Linked DNA regions of Mus musculus: region 2 is linked to region 1. The links are chromatin contacts, called in public HiChIP or PLAC-seq maps. All regions are on one chromosome and are shown on one strand. The core of a region is the stretch at or near the end of the contact, and the rest is flanking DNA. Distances in the headings are between cores, read along the strand shown.

Region 1 (6,805 bases), core at 2,604-5,103:
GACATCTGTGTCCTGATGACCTTGACTCTCCCAGCAGACATAACTCTTTTAGCATCTGCTCTCAGACAACAGGTGCCCTTCCACGGCCAAAGCCTGGACCATCTCCAGTCACCCCTGGACTTGGTGGGAGCTTGGCCCTTTGAAGTTTACAGCTCAGAGTTTTCCCAGCACAGCCCGGAAACATAACTCTCATTTCCTGGCTCAGGGCTCTGTCTCTTTGAAGGCAAAATTGCTGCTTTCCTCCTTGCGAATCATCCGAACCGAAGCTACATTTCAGTTTATTGACTTGGCTTAACCATAAAACCACAGGTAGGGAAAACGCAACTGGAGCAGCCCGGGTTCTTTCCTTTGGGAAAGTGGCAGAGGAAAATTGGCTTTTTCGTGGCTGTCCTTCTACCATGAAGGTATCGCCAGGTTTGAAAACTGACCCAGACTTTCCTTGGAACCATTTGTGGTCGACAGAAGTGCAAGAGTTTTTTTTTTTCTATTGGTTGAAATGTTCCTTGGAATTTACAGTCTCTGTTGTTCCCCAGAGTGCTGTTCTCTCACAGGATTCCCACATGTGACCTGCACGTTGTCCAGGGGAGTGAAACCAAGAAGAGGCAAGGACGGGCACACTGGATTGCTCTCCCACTATTTGTGGGCTGCTTGTAGGTCAGCACAGGATGTTCTCAAGGCCCAGGACTTTAAAGCTTGGCCTCAGCTTAGTTAGACACTTTCCAATTTCTTTCTTTTTTTCCTTTTTTTCCCCCCATGGAATGGGCAGAAACTATCAAGTTAGAAAGAAGCACCAAGAACATCTATATGCTTTAAGTCTAACTGTTATTTATCTGTAAATTCCTTCCTTCCTTTCTGCCTTTCTTCTGTAAATCATCCATCCATCCATCCATCCATCCATCCATCCATCCATCCATCCATCCATCTGTCCTCCTTTATCTCCATTTCTAGAAGCTCTTTCTGCATAGACTCTAGCATGAATATACACTAATTTACAGAGTGTATGTACTCAACAGTTACTTAAACAACTTCGAAATATATGACACTCACTTTCTTTTCAACTTTTTTTCTAAAGTGTCAGTGTGAACCCAGAAGTGAGCCGGTCATGTTTTGTTTTGCCATTATGAATTCTATTTTGTTTTTATAGTACAATTGATCATTTATAACTCAGCACATGCATTTTTGCATTTCTTTTTAATTCTAAGAATGTCTGTAGGCCATGGTGACCTTCTCAGTCTTAATGTCTATTAGCACCCATCCAAGCTCCTGTCATGACATCCCATCTATGGCACCCAGGGTACCTCAACCTCTCTTCTGCCTCTATACCTCCACATGTGTGGTACCCAGTGTCTGAGATGCTCTCATCTGTCCTGTTCATGAACTGAGATCCTTCCTTCCTTACAGTGTCACTGTGGATGCTTAGTCCTCCAGGAAGTATTCTTGGGAGTTCCAGAAAATTCTATAGTCACCCCCATGTTTTTGTAGCTCTTGCTTCACTGCTGTTTGCTTTCTGAGTTCTCTTTGAGTGTGTGTGTGTGGGGTGGGCCTTGGCCATATTCCTCAATCCCATCAAGGATAAGTTTGTATAAACTAAAAGCAAATAAGTTCTGTTGCTGACAGAGAAGAGAATGACTTTCAGTGAAAAGTTTTCATGTAAGCCCAATACGTGCTCTCTGCAATACATTGCTTTGGGTCATGAGTTGACCTGGAGAGGCTACTGAATGCTCATGTGTGCACCTATGGGCTCTGGGAATGCCTTTCTCATTAGTGTTTCTAATCTGCTGCCAGGGAATTGAAGGCTAGAAGGAGCATGGGTACTTCTAAGTTATATGTAACTGTTTTTATTTAGTCTTTAAAATCTTCCTCTCCCGCTGTGTACATGTATATGTATGTATGTATGTATGTATGTATGTATGTATGTTTGCTACATGGAGATGTGGGTGTATGTGTGGGTGGGGTCACATACACACCTGTAAAAGCATATGGAGGTCAGGGATAATCTTGTGTGTTGTTCATCAAGGGCTCTCACCTATCCAGTTGACAGGAGTTGTAAACTTTTTAAAAAGAGAAAACCTTTCACTAGGACCTGGGCTTGCTGATTACTTTGTGCCGACTGACCAGTGACACACCCTTGTAGACATTCTCAGCACTGGAGATGACAAGCGGGCATCACCATGTTTGACTTTTGTGTAGGTGCTGGGAACCAAACTCATGCTTATGTGGAGAGCACTGAATCGAATGAACCATCTCCCCACCCAGTATCTACTAATCTGAATAAATAGTGCACTAAGTGAGGGATTTAAAAAGGCTTTGGTGATAAAAGGCAAGGACATGTCCTAGACGAAGCCTTCACTTACCATACTTCTCTATACCCAATACACATTGTCTTATTTAACCCTAAAGGAATTTAGGGAATTTGCAAGATACAGTGGCAACAATCCAAGAGAATATAACAAAGAGAGTCTTCTTCAAGCCCAAGAAGGTCCAGAGCTGTGAATAAAAGCAGCACCATGAGCCACAGTGAGTCAGGGACGGATGCTGAGCAATAGCTGCAGCTGTGTCTGTCCTGTGTCTGTGATGCTTGGGAGACTCTGCCTGGGGAGAGCAGGGTCTATTGGTAAAGCTCCCAGCTAGCAGCTACATCCTGTTTATATGTCTAGTCCTAGTACCTTCTATTGGCCAAAACAAGGCAAAGGACAATTGGACCTATTTGTACAGCCCCAGGTCAGCCTACAGGCATAGCGCACGAATGGAGCCATCACAGTATACAACAATATGAGCCCTCTGCATCTGGTCTGCCTCAGGATGACTCCCTTGCAGGTCACCATTAGCATGTAGGCAGATGAACAGACTCAAACCTGAGAGCCACCAATTGTGTCAAGCAGGGGCCTTTGAGAGCTGGTTTGCTCTGTTCCCAGATGAGTTTCCCTAGAGGATCTAGAATTGGAGTCTTGCACAGACTGCTAGAGGCTGGTTATTTCTAGGATGCCATGTCAGACCTGGTCAGATAGGCAAAGTCTGCGGAAACTTCTCTTCATGGCTTACCTTCCCTCGGAGATCCAGCCAGGGGCTTTATCCTTGGGCCTGGAAAGTGGAAGGTAAGGTAGAAGTGGAGGCTTGCTCAGAGACATGGAGACTAGGGAACGCTGAGCAGCCAAATGCTGGCATAATCAGGAACCCACTGTAGTATGTGAGTTGTGGGAAGGCAGACAGCTCTCAGTTTGCTGCTACTGGGACTGAAAGTACCGCAGCTGGGTGACTTAGTCACTGTATAGATGCTTTGATGCTAGATGAAGCTGAGCTTGGATCTCAGCTCCCAAATTGAACTGTAGGCAAGTTGCTTAACCTCTTGGACCCCCAGTTTCTATAGTGCTAAATTCGGAAATAATTCTGATACAAGGAGATAGTGTAAGAATTAGAGAAACCCATGTGGATTATTTACCTCTGCCTGCCAATTGGATCTATATTAATTATGAAATAATCATTTGAGCAGATCTGGTCGCTCAACCTGTGCTCACTTTGTTCCGTGTTTTCTAAAACAACTTTGCCTTTAGTGCTTTCCCAGTGGGTACCCTGAGAAGAGACCAAGGCTGCATATGAGTTAAAGCTGGGCTCAGGCCCCCAAATAGCTTGTTTTTAACTTTCCCACATGGCACACTTCTTAGAAAAAAGTTGTGGAACATTTGATGATCAGTTTACAACCCCAAGAACAAGAAAAAGCTCTTCTGTCAGCTAAAAAAAAAAAAAAAAAAAAATAGATGGATGTTGTTTCTGGGAGGAGGGATGTTGTATAGTGGTCCAGGAGGAGATGGTGAGTCAGAAGTGCTGAGACCTGGGCCAGGCTGTCCCCTCAGCCCACCTCCTGTGAGTCAGCACTGACCACGAGGCCTGGTGGGCAGCAGGCCCAGCAAGCTGCCGAGCCACATGGCACGTTGCTCAGCGGACGGCAGCTGTGCTCTTCTGTCACCCTGTCTTGGGACATGAGAGAGTGTGTTGTAAAGCCACAATTGTCAGGGTTGATATGGCCCCTTCTGTCCATTTTCTAGACCAAATCTTCTGCGTCACTGTCTAATTCTAACCATGCCCCACAGTCACCACAATAAAGGGAACCCCTTTATTTTATAATCTTTGTGGGACATGTTAGGGGTGGTATTTGGTCTGGCAGAGCTGGGGGGTGAAGTAAATGTTCTCTTTTAAGGACTTTGCATGGGTCTGGACCTGAAAGGCAGCCTTTCCTTTTAGTTACCCAGAGTAATGAATCTAGAGTGCAGAGAATCAGGATTCACAAAACAGTATGCCTAAGAGACAAGAGGAAGCAAGCCCTGTGATTGCTCAATATCTGGGCAGTCTTGATGAAAGGATGTCTTTCCCAAAATACACTGCAAGGACATAGGGCAGGGAGACCAGCCAGACTCCATCTCTTCATGGCCATGTGTCTTAGATATTGAGACAGACCTTTTTGATCCAGCAAAATAAGGAAGGCAGTCACCTCGTAGGGTTGTAGGTGGTGCTAAACTGAGTAAGAGAGATTATGTGAAAGCACATTGTGATACCAGGCAAAAAATAATAAATGCAGGATATCACATAGTTAGATAGGAGAGTGAGCCATTTACCTGAGGTCACATGCTGTTACTGCCAGAGTCAGGAGCCAAGTGCGAGACTCTCTTTCCATTGTTCCCTGTTGTCTTAGTCATTTGTGAGAGAATTATTTGCCAAAAGCACTTTAATTAGCAAGCACTTTACTCAGGTTGCATGCCTATGTTTTATTTTTGTCTATGTGTGTGCATGCATGTGTTTAGGTGCATACATATACTATGTATGTATTTAATGTATGTATGTATGTATGTATGTATGTATGTATGTACTTATGTATGGAAGCCAGAGGTCAATCGCAAGATGTTTTCCTCTGAAACTGTACCCCTTTTCCTGAGACAGGAGATGTCCCCAGGATCAGGAATTCAATGATTAGCTAGCTTGGCTGGCCAGGAAACCCCAGAGAAGGGATTACAAATGTGCACCATCACACCTGGATTTCTATGTAAGTGATGAGGTTCAAACTCAGGACCCCAAGCTGTGTGTCAGGTCCTTTACCTGTCTTGGGGCAAGGGCACTGTGGCTGTTGGAGAAGCAGGGTCCAGTAGACCTCTGCAGATGGGACATGCTGTGGCCCTGACTGCCACATAGTAAGTTTAGAGACTATCCTATAAAACTCTCAGCTTGGGGTGGTAGCCCTCTGGCCAGGCTGGAACATTTACTTAGCATCAAATGGAAGCATGAGTAGGCTTCTAAGGGCTGCTGGGTACTTACTTCCCCAGAATATGTGTGTCTAAATGTGCAGGGGATTTCCAGAGGACACTCTGCTTGAGGTCCCTGTTATCTCCAGAGCTGAGCAAGGACATTTGTGTTGACGAACAAGTATCTCAAGCAAGAGACTTGAGAAAGGGATACAGTAGGAAAAGCGGAGAGCCTCCCAGCCTTCTCTAGATCTGAATAAGCTAGGATACCTCCTTCCCATCAGAGGGATGTGTGCCACGGCTCTATTGATCGCTGTACCTATAGGTATAGACTTTTAGTAGCCCTACATCTTGTCTTGCCTTTCTAAGAGCTCCTCAGATGGACCAGGGTAGCTCCCTGTATTATGCTTTTCTCTACCTTAGGGCTACAGGGGTTTCCCCTGGCATGTCTGCTGCCCTCCTTTCTCATGACTTATCTCCCATGATTTCCAATGCACACTGCTCCAATACAGCACCACTGGCTCACCTGTGATTCTTTCCATTACAGCTTTCTGTGTGATGTTGGTTTTTATTGAAGTGTAGGAATGGTCTTTGTCTTGTTGGTTGGGGATGCTCATGAGTCAGGAAAGTAGTTCAGTCAATGGCTTCCTGCCTGCTTATAAATGGTATCTGGTATGGAATTGAGCTCCTGTAAATGTCTGGGCCATTTAAGATCACAGCTCCCAGGTAATCAGAGCAGGGAATGTTGGATTAGGATCCTTTCCTTGGATCCTCAGAGAAAGGGGGCTGAATAATGTGGTTTTGGTCCAGAACCATTCCTATTTCGAATAGTACACCTTTGGTTTGTCATGAGAACGAGGCTTCATGTGATGAATGGTCTTCAGTGTAAGCTCAACTGGGCTGGGAATTACCCATGGGACATACCTCTGGGCGTGCCTGTGAGGGCATTTACAAAGAGGTTTAGCTGAGGAGAGGTGAGCTTCCATGAATGTAGGCAGCACAGGTCCATGGGCTGTTAGACTGGACCATCTAAAAAGGGGAAAACAGAGGGAGTCAGATGAACTTTGGTTTCTGCTTCCTGACTGTGGCTGTAATGTAACCAGCTAAGTCATGTTCTAAAAACCAGACTGCCATGGTTTCTATATTTTTCTGCCATGATGATATACTTAGAACTGTGAGCCAACATGAACCTTTCCTGCCTCATGCTTTTGCCAGGCATAAGGCAGACATGCTTTTACATATATAACCGATATTTTATTATAAAACATATCACTAATATGGAGATTCACTGACTTAGAGGCCAGAGAGGAAAGAGGTCAGTCTGCAACATCTGTGGAAAATTAGATACCTTTGGGGGCTAGAACAAGTTCAAATGGTGTAGCTCCCCAATTTCTTCAGCCTTTCCATTCTCATGAATTCCTTCCTGACAAGTATGTAAGTGGGTAAATGTACAAGTGAACTGACACATAGGTGGGCTTTCAGGGAGACATTTTTGGGAACCAAACCCAGATATATCAAGGCAGACTGAGTCACCTAGCTGCAGTAGATGGAGAGACTATAGTCCATTTTTCTCA
Region 2 (6,805 bases), core at 2,918-5,417, 740 kb after region 1:
AGTACTATAAAGGGAAATGGTGAGGCAGGGAGTTTAAACTTTAACTTTGGCAGACATCATGGGACCATCACAAAATGAACCAGAAACACCCACCGAAAACATTTTTCACGGTCACTGTGCGGATGACAGGTGATAAGAAGTGTTAGCAAAGATGGAATGTTCCAGACTGAGAGATAGCATCTTCTACCTGTGTGTATGGGTGAGGGTGGGGGTGGAGGGTGCACTGCTGGGGATTTGCTGGTAAATTATGAGCTACAGAATGGGGCTGGGAGGGAGATAGGGAGGGGAGGGAGGGAAAGGAGAGAGAGAGAGTGAGAGAGAGTGAGAGAGAGAGAGAGAGAGAGAGAGAGAGAAGCATTTGCCTCCCTTCCTTTAAAGAATGTTTATCCTAAAGGATCTCACCCCAATTTATCACCACTTCTATTTTAGGAAAAGAAAACCCAAAAACACAACATGTAGTTCAAGGACCAGAGCAAAAACGTATACTCCTGGTCTCAGTCTATCACGTTGGAATTTCTTTTTAGATAAAATTCCCCATTGTGCTATGCTATTTTCCTCTCCCCACTTCCTTTCTCCCATGATGCTTGGACATTAGGAATCTTTCCAATGAGAATCACTGCTAACTCAGTTTCATTTTGTGCTTCTAGTTTTCAGCTTGTCCTCATATTTATTATAATGATTTGAGTACATTTAAATGAACTTTTAAATGTATCTAGTTAAGAAAAAAAGTTAAAAATGCGCTATATTGTGATCTCGACGATTCTTTCTGGCGGGAGACATATTGGCTTTCAGAATACAGTTAACAACACTTTTGAGAAAGAGATCTCCTGACTTCATTGTTCCAAGTGCAGATGGCTAGGTTTCTAGAGTCTGTGCAGGTCAGCACTAAGTAGAATTGCTGGTAGGGTTGTACATGCCTGGGCAGTAAGACAAGGCCACCTTTATTGTTAGGTCACTTCTAAATGGATAATCATGTGAGCTGCAGGCCTGGATTATCAGACTGGTTTATGGACATACACAGACACACACACATATCATATACATATATAGTCATGGTCAGAGCTAGACACGTTTTTGAGAATTTTTCAAATCCAACTGATATTGTAGGTAGATAAATCTCAGACTATAGATGGTATCACAGCCAGAATGATCTCCTTACCTACTCTACAGAGATATACATGTTCTAATCCTGAGACTCCATGAATACACAAGAGCGACATTGAAGGTATAATAAATTCAGTTAAACACAGCTGAATCTAATAGTAGATTCTGTAGTGAGAGGAAGGGGGCCACACCTGGAGAAGGATATTCATCTACTAGTCTGGGAAATCTCTCTCTTCTCTCTTTCTTTGCTTGGTCAATTGTTTCATCTTCTGTGAATACCTCCTAGTGAAGCCTTCCCTCTGACTTGGCTCAGACTGTCTCTCAAGGCTATTGACACCCCTTGGATCTTCTCTGAGTTCATTGTATGAGTTTCCCAAATCACCTCTCCCACATGCTGAAGACTCCTCATGGGCATGAATAAGTTCCTAATCCTCTCGCATAGGAGACTTGAGTGATTCCTTTTGAATCAATACTTCAAAGAGGAAACATAGCTCTCTTTCAGATGCTTAGTGTTTTAAACTTTCTAGTAAGTGCTAGGGAAAACCACATGTATTTCCTCTGGAGTATCATTACTGTCTTTTCCTTATGCATAGATGTTTATAGGGATGACCTTAGAATCTGGTGGACACAGACAAGTTGCTGTGGAGGACAAAGTCTAGGAAATGCCCTAGGACCACTGATCTAAGTGGAACCATGCTTTCAGTTGGCTTAGATGGAACCTCCTTGAGCTGCTTAGCCACTAATAGCTGCTTATGTAGCACCATAGACAATAAGGTGTTTTCTCTGATGGTGCCAACAGGTTAGCTAATACCATCTTACGCCCAGAGAAGCCAAACTACCTAAAACAAAGGAAACTCTTCCTCTAGGATGCTGAGGAAATGCTATTGCCAGATATCATTTAGCACTGGAAGAGAGGCTCCAAAGTTCTATTAAGGGCTAATTGCAAACACCTGCTCATAGTTACAAAAACAAGCATAAAGGGATATCTTTCACCAATGCCTATTTTGACCAGCTGTTAGACTCTGGGTCATTTTAGACAAGATGTTCCTATTTTTTCCCCTGAATTATTTTCTGTTTCTCTGAGAAACAAGACTATACATGGATACCCAGGTGTGTCCATCCCTCTAAACACAATGGAGATCATTTCTCTGGCTTGCTGTCTAGTGCTTGTGGGAGAGTTTTAAGCTGTGGACTCCTTTACTTTAGCATCCTTGATGTGAGTCATACCCAGTGGTTAATGCTCATATGCTATCACTGCAAAAGGCTTTAGACGTTGATGGGAGAAGACTTTTGGGATGCAGCTAGTTCTTCATTATCGATATTTAGTTTCAAGGCAGCTTAGCTGAAAATGCATGATGATGATTAGCTAAAGTCAATGTCAAGGGTTGCAGGGGAAGGGAGCATATGTGCAGGCCCCAAAACATCATGGTGGGCTCATCAGAAAGCTTTTCCCTAAGAGCAATTATTTCTCCCAACTGCCTGCACCTTTTGAAAGATTCTTGGGATCATACTGAGAAACTCCTGTCTGGCAGGCAATTTATCACTGAACCACATCCCCAGCCTCTTTTCTGTCATTGGATGCTCTTGTGAAAAAGGTCAATGGTCTGATGGACTTGGAAACTGCTATATCTTACATCTTTCAGAAATTTATGATAATGTAATTTAAAAAGTCTGTCAAAATAGGAACCCAACTAAGTGACCTGACTCAGAATTTCTTAAGTTCACTTTCCTAAAGACCTTTTAGCTACATAGTACTTTTTTTCAAATCATATAATTAGAATTCTGTCCTTTGACTTTTTCCAAACCTGACTTTTTTTAAAAGTCCTTGTCCATGCTCTGTTGTGAGGTAAAATACTTTGTCCCACTTTCTAAGTTGTAAATACTTACCACTCTTGAGGTAACTGTTATTGATATCATCAGGAAGGTCCTCAGAGGCTGGGCTGGTAGGTAAGAGCCATCATGCCACTCACTATAGATGGCAGAGCTATAACCAGAATCTAGTTTTTTTCCCCCAAATTTTGTTTATTATCTCCTTTCTGTGCTTCTAATAGGTTCATAAAATGTCATTTTCCCCAGTATCAACCTAGAAGTCCAGAACATGGATATTAACAGAGTTTATTCCTACCTTAAGTTTGCCCCCTACACTTGCACTGCTGCCAACTGTAAGGAAGGGAAGAGAGAGTGGCCAGTTACTAAATGAAAGAAGTCTGGGAAACAAAAATCATGTTCACAGAAGTGAGGCCCCCTCACTCCTGCATTTGATAGTTACTAAAGAGGACAAGGTAAGATTGCTCAACTCCAGATCTTAGAATCCCCATGAATTTCACTACCTTACATAAGACTAGCTCCCAGAAGCAAAGTTTTAGGGAAGACAATTATTCTAAAGGATGCCAGGGCATAGTGGTTGGAGGATTTTCCTGTACTGTGGCCCGAGACTTGTTCAGTCAAGTAGAAACAAACTGTAATCCTGAGGTTTTTTTTTTTTTTTGTAGGACTCACAGCCAGTCTTTTATTATTTTAAGAACACTTGGTTGCTATCCTTAGATATGGAGGTGGGGATAGGGAAAGCCTAGGGCTCAGGGAAACAGACACATTCTTCTAGAAATAACAACTTTGTTCTGTACACAGGAGTGTGGTCCCCGGGGCAGTGCTACTACATTCCAGGGCTCTACCCAGGTTGATGAATAGACACAATTTCATCTCATTAGTTATTGACACAGAGTGGAGACTCCGTCCATTATGCACCTAGTATAACCTTTAAGGAGAAGATCCCACCAATGACCTGAGAAAGTGGCATTTGGTCTGAGTAATAGGTCAACACACCTGCACTGAGCCTTGTGAGCTGTGCTTAGACTTCCTCACCTTTCAGTGTGTGTCCCTGATGGGTGCCCCATAGCAAGAATGTGAACCTCCCCCTGGAACATCTGTGATTGCCCAACTGAGCTTAGCCATGTTCTAAGAAGTCAGTACTGAGTACTTTCAATAAAACAGAGCTATGTCCTCGAGCTGTAAATGCCTCCCAAAGACAATCAGACAGAACTGCATTGTTTCAGGGAGAAAGCCTCCTTACATAGTGGTCATATTGTGGTTACTGGGAGCTTGGTGACTAATCCACACAGAGGATGTACAGGAGAGAGGGGCTGGCATCTTTCCAGTGGATGGTGATGCTCTTAGATTAGGATTTGCATTGCTTTGCGTGCGCGCGCGCGCGTGCACACACACACACACACACACACACACACACACCCCAAACACAAGCTTTCATTGTGAAGTTTCTTGGCACCCTTGTGTTCCCAGTGTGAATTGGCTTGTGAGTAGAGATCTCCTCTTTTTGTCTGGGGGAAATTGTGTTATGGAAACTTGAATGATTCCTACAATACAAAAATGCACAGTGTGAATTGGTAGGATTGCCCAGTGGATAAAGGGGTTTGGTGCCAAGCCTGATGACTTGAGTTTGGTTATGTGGAACTTACATGAAAGAGGGAAAGAGCTGAGTCTTGCAAGTTGTCCTCAGACTTCCACATATGCACCAGGACATGCATGTACTTAATATAGAAACACACACACATACACTAACACTAACACACACAAACACATACACACACTAACACACACACACACAGTGGGCGTTACAAGAAAAGACTTTACACTGTACTATCTACATTTGCACTTCCAAAAATGTATACTGTGTACTTTACATATCAAAAACAGAATATTAGACAATAGGTTCTTGGGACATCATCATCTTTGGATATTGATCAACGAGTATGTACTTAGTATATAGTCTCAATTATTTTATGGGTAATATCTACAAATCTCTGTTTGGATCCTGAATAGCCTAGTTGATTCACATTAGTGCACTAGGATATTTTGCATCACTTTATTGCTAAGGTGAAAGAGAATTGTATTGGAAACAACGTTGCTTAAACAGAACTGAAAGAGTGATATAAAAGAGGCTGATGGATAAGTGCTGGTACTTAGCTGGTTCTGAATCTTAGACACCTTCTCTGTGTCTCTGTCCTCTAATCATGGAAGACTTCTCTGGAGAGTACTCCATGAGATATGTATGTAAGTTCTTCTTACTCATCTGTCTTGTCCTGTATGCTGACAGATTGGCATAAGATGGCACTCTGAGTTTGGACAATTATGAATTTTTTTCTAAATATTATCCCCAAAATTGGTGGTCTCTCAAGTTACTACAGAACACTGGGTGAGTTGATTAAAGGAAAGGTAAATGGGTGGGGATGGTCCAGGGCTAATTAGGGATTCAGTTAATGATTCAAATGTAATCATAGGCAGTGGGCATAGCTAATGAGTGTTGGGCTTTATACTTTTTATTGTCTATTTTTATAATTCTTAACAAGATGTCTGTGTATGTACATGAGAGTGCAGCTACATACTGAGGCCAGAGGTGTTGACTACCACCACCCTTACAGTCACTGAGCTAGAGGTAAAGGTTCCTGTGGACTACCCCATGTAGATCCATAGCCCTTCACGCTGAGCCTCTACAAGCGCAGTCTACAGTCTACCACTGAGCCATCTCTCCAGCACGACAGAATTTTCAGTTCATATTCTTCGATTTTCAGATTCTTCAGTGCCTGAATTCAACATATGCCTTAGCCTATAAGGACACTCTACCTAGAATGTAGTAACTGTAAGTCTTTCAAAGCAAGCCTTCTGCCAAGGTGGGGTAGAATGCACTGTTGTTTATTTTTATAACCTAGGGTCACACAGAACAGGCCTCAAAACTCAAGAGACAAAGCAGTGTAAGTTGTGTCTCTTTATTCTGTGCTCAAGGCCTTTCAATGGTATGAAACATCTCCTTGTTCTCTTATTGTGCAATTCAGCATACAGCTCTGAATAGGACCGTTTATAACTGGAAATTCCAGTGGAGTTCCACTTGTTCCTGACTTGTTTCCATGCCAGATGACACCCTCAGAGACTTTGAAGTTGCATGTTTGAAGGAAGTGCAACCCACCCACACCTCTGACTCCATATGTCTACCAATGTGTCAGCCCAGACTCTTGGAAAGGCAGTGGGCTTTTTTGGAAAAGCAGCTTCTGCCTGAAAGTGGATAGGAGCCCATCTCCAGAAGACGGGGATGCCTCATGATCCAATATGTCCTGTGGTTGAGGCTGATGCTGATGCTGATGGTGTTTCCAGAAGTTTCATCTGCAAGGAGAGGCTGAGGTCACTATCCAAGTTGCCCATGGGTCCTGGCTATAGCAAGCTTGTACCAGGGTTTTAGGGCAGGGTGGTTTGGCTTATGTGGTATAGATCCAAACACATTCTAATCTCTCCTTAGGGAACAGTACCTGTTTCATGTTCCTGTTCACCTCATTTGTATATGACGAAGTTTCTAATTGCATCTGAATTTCCAGGGTTTCATGGATTAAAAATGTGGCCAAACACAGGGATGGCTTTGTACCCTGGTAAGGACAAGAAAATATGAGCAACATTATTTATTCAACTCATAGTATGTTGTTTAAAATTTTGATATTGTGTTTCATTTAACTAGCACAAAAATCCCGTGCAGATATCTATATTAAACCAAAGAGTAAACTGCAAAAGCTTAAGGACTTTCATAGTTACTGAGCAGGAAGATGCGATTCACACCCACCTAACTCTAATTCCACAAAGGGCCATTTCTTTTAAATCATGGTCATTTTCAGAAGTCTTTCCCATTGAGATGAGTGCCCTA

What was found. HiChIP or PLAC-seq counts read pairs in DNA pulled down with a chosen protein or histone mark.
Region 2: a CTCF HiChIP or PLAC-seq map of the NIH/3T3 cell line shows a contact between it and region 1, with 7 read pairs. The contact joins two enhancer-like sites.

Annotation. Positions count from the first base shown.
Region 1 is chr12:9,109,943-9,116,747 of GRCm38.p6, forward strand. No RefSeq gene overlaps it. Among named protein-coding and RNA genes, the nearest start is that of Ttc32, 83 kb to the left of the region's middle. Within about 2 kb of position 3,854, at least 77 of the 459 cell types and tissues checked have an H3K27ac peak or open chromatin away from gene starts, as enhancers often do. A contact at or near this core is called in the NIH/3T3 cell line, where this site is marked.
Region 2 is chr12:9,852,139-9,858,943 of GRCm38.p6, forward strand. No RefSeq gene overlaps it. Among named protein-coding and RNA genes, the nearest start is that of Gm22845, 9.9 kb to the right of the region's middle. Within about 2 kb of position 4,168, at least 38 of the 459 cell types and tissues checked have an H3K27ac peak or open chromatin away from gene starts, as enhancers often do. A contact at or near this core is called in the NIH/3T3 cell line, where this site is marked.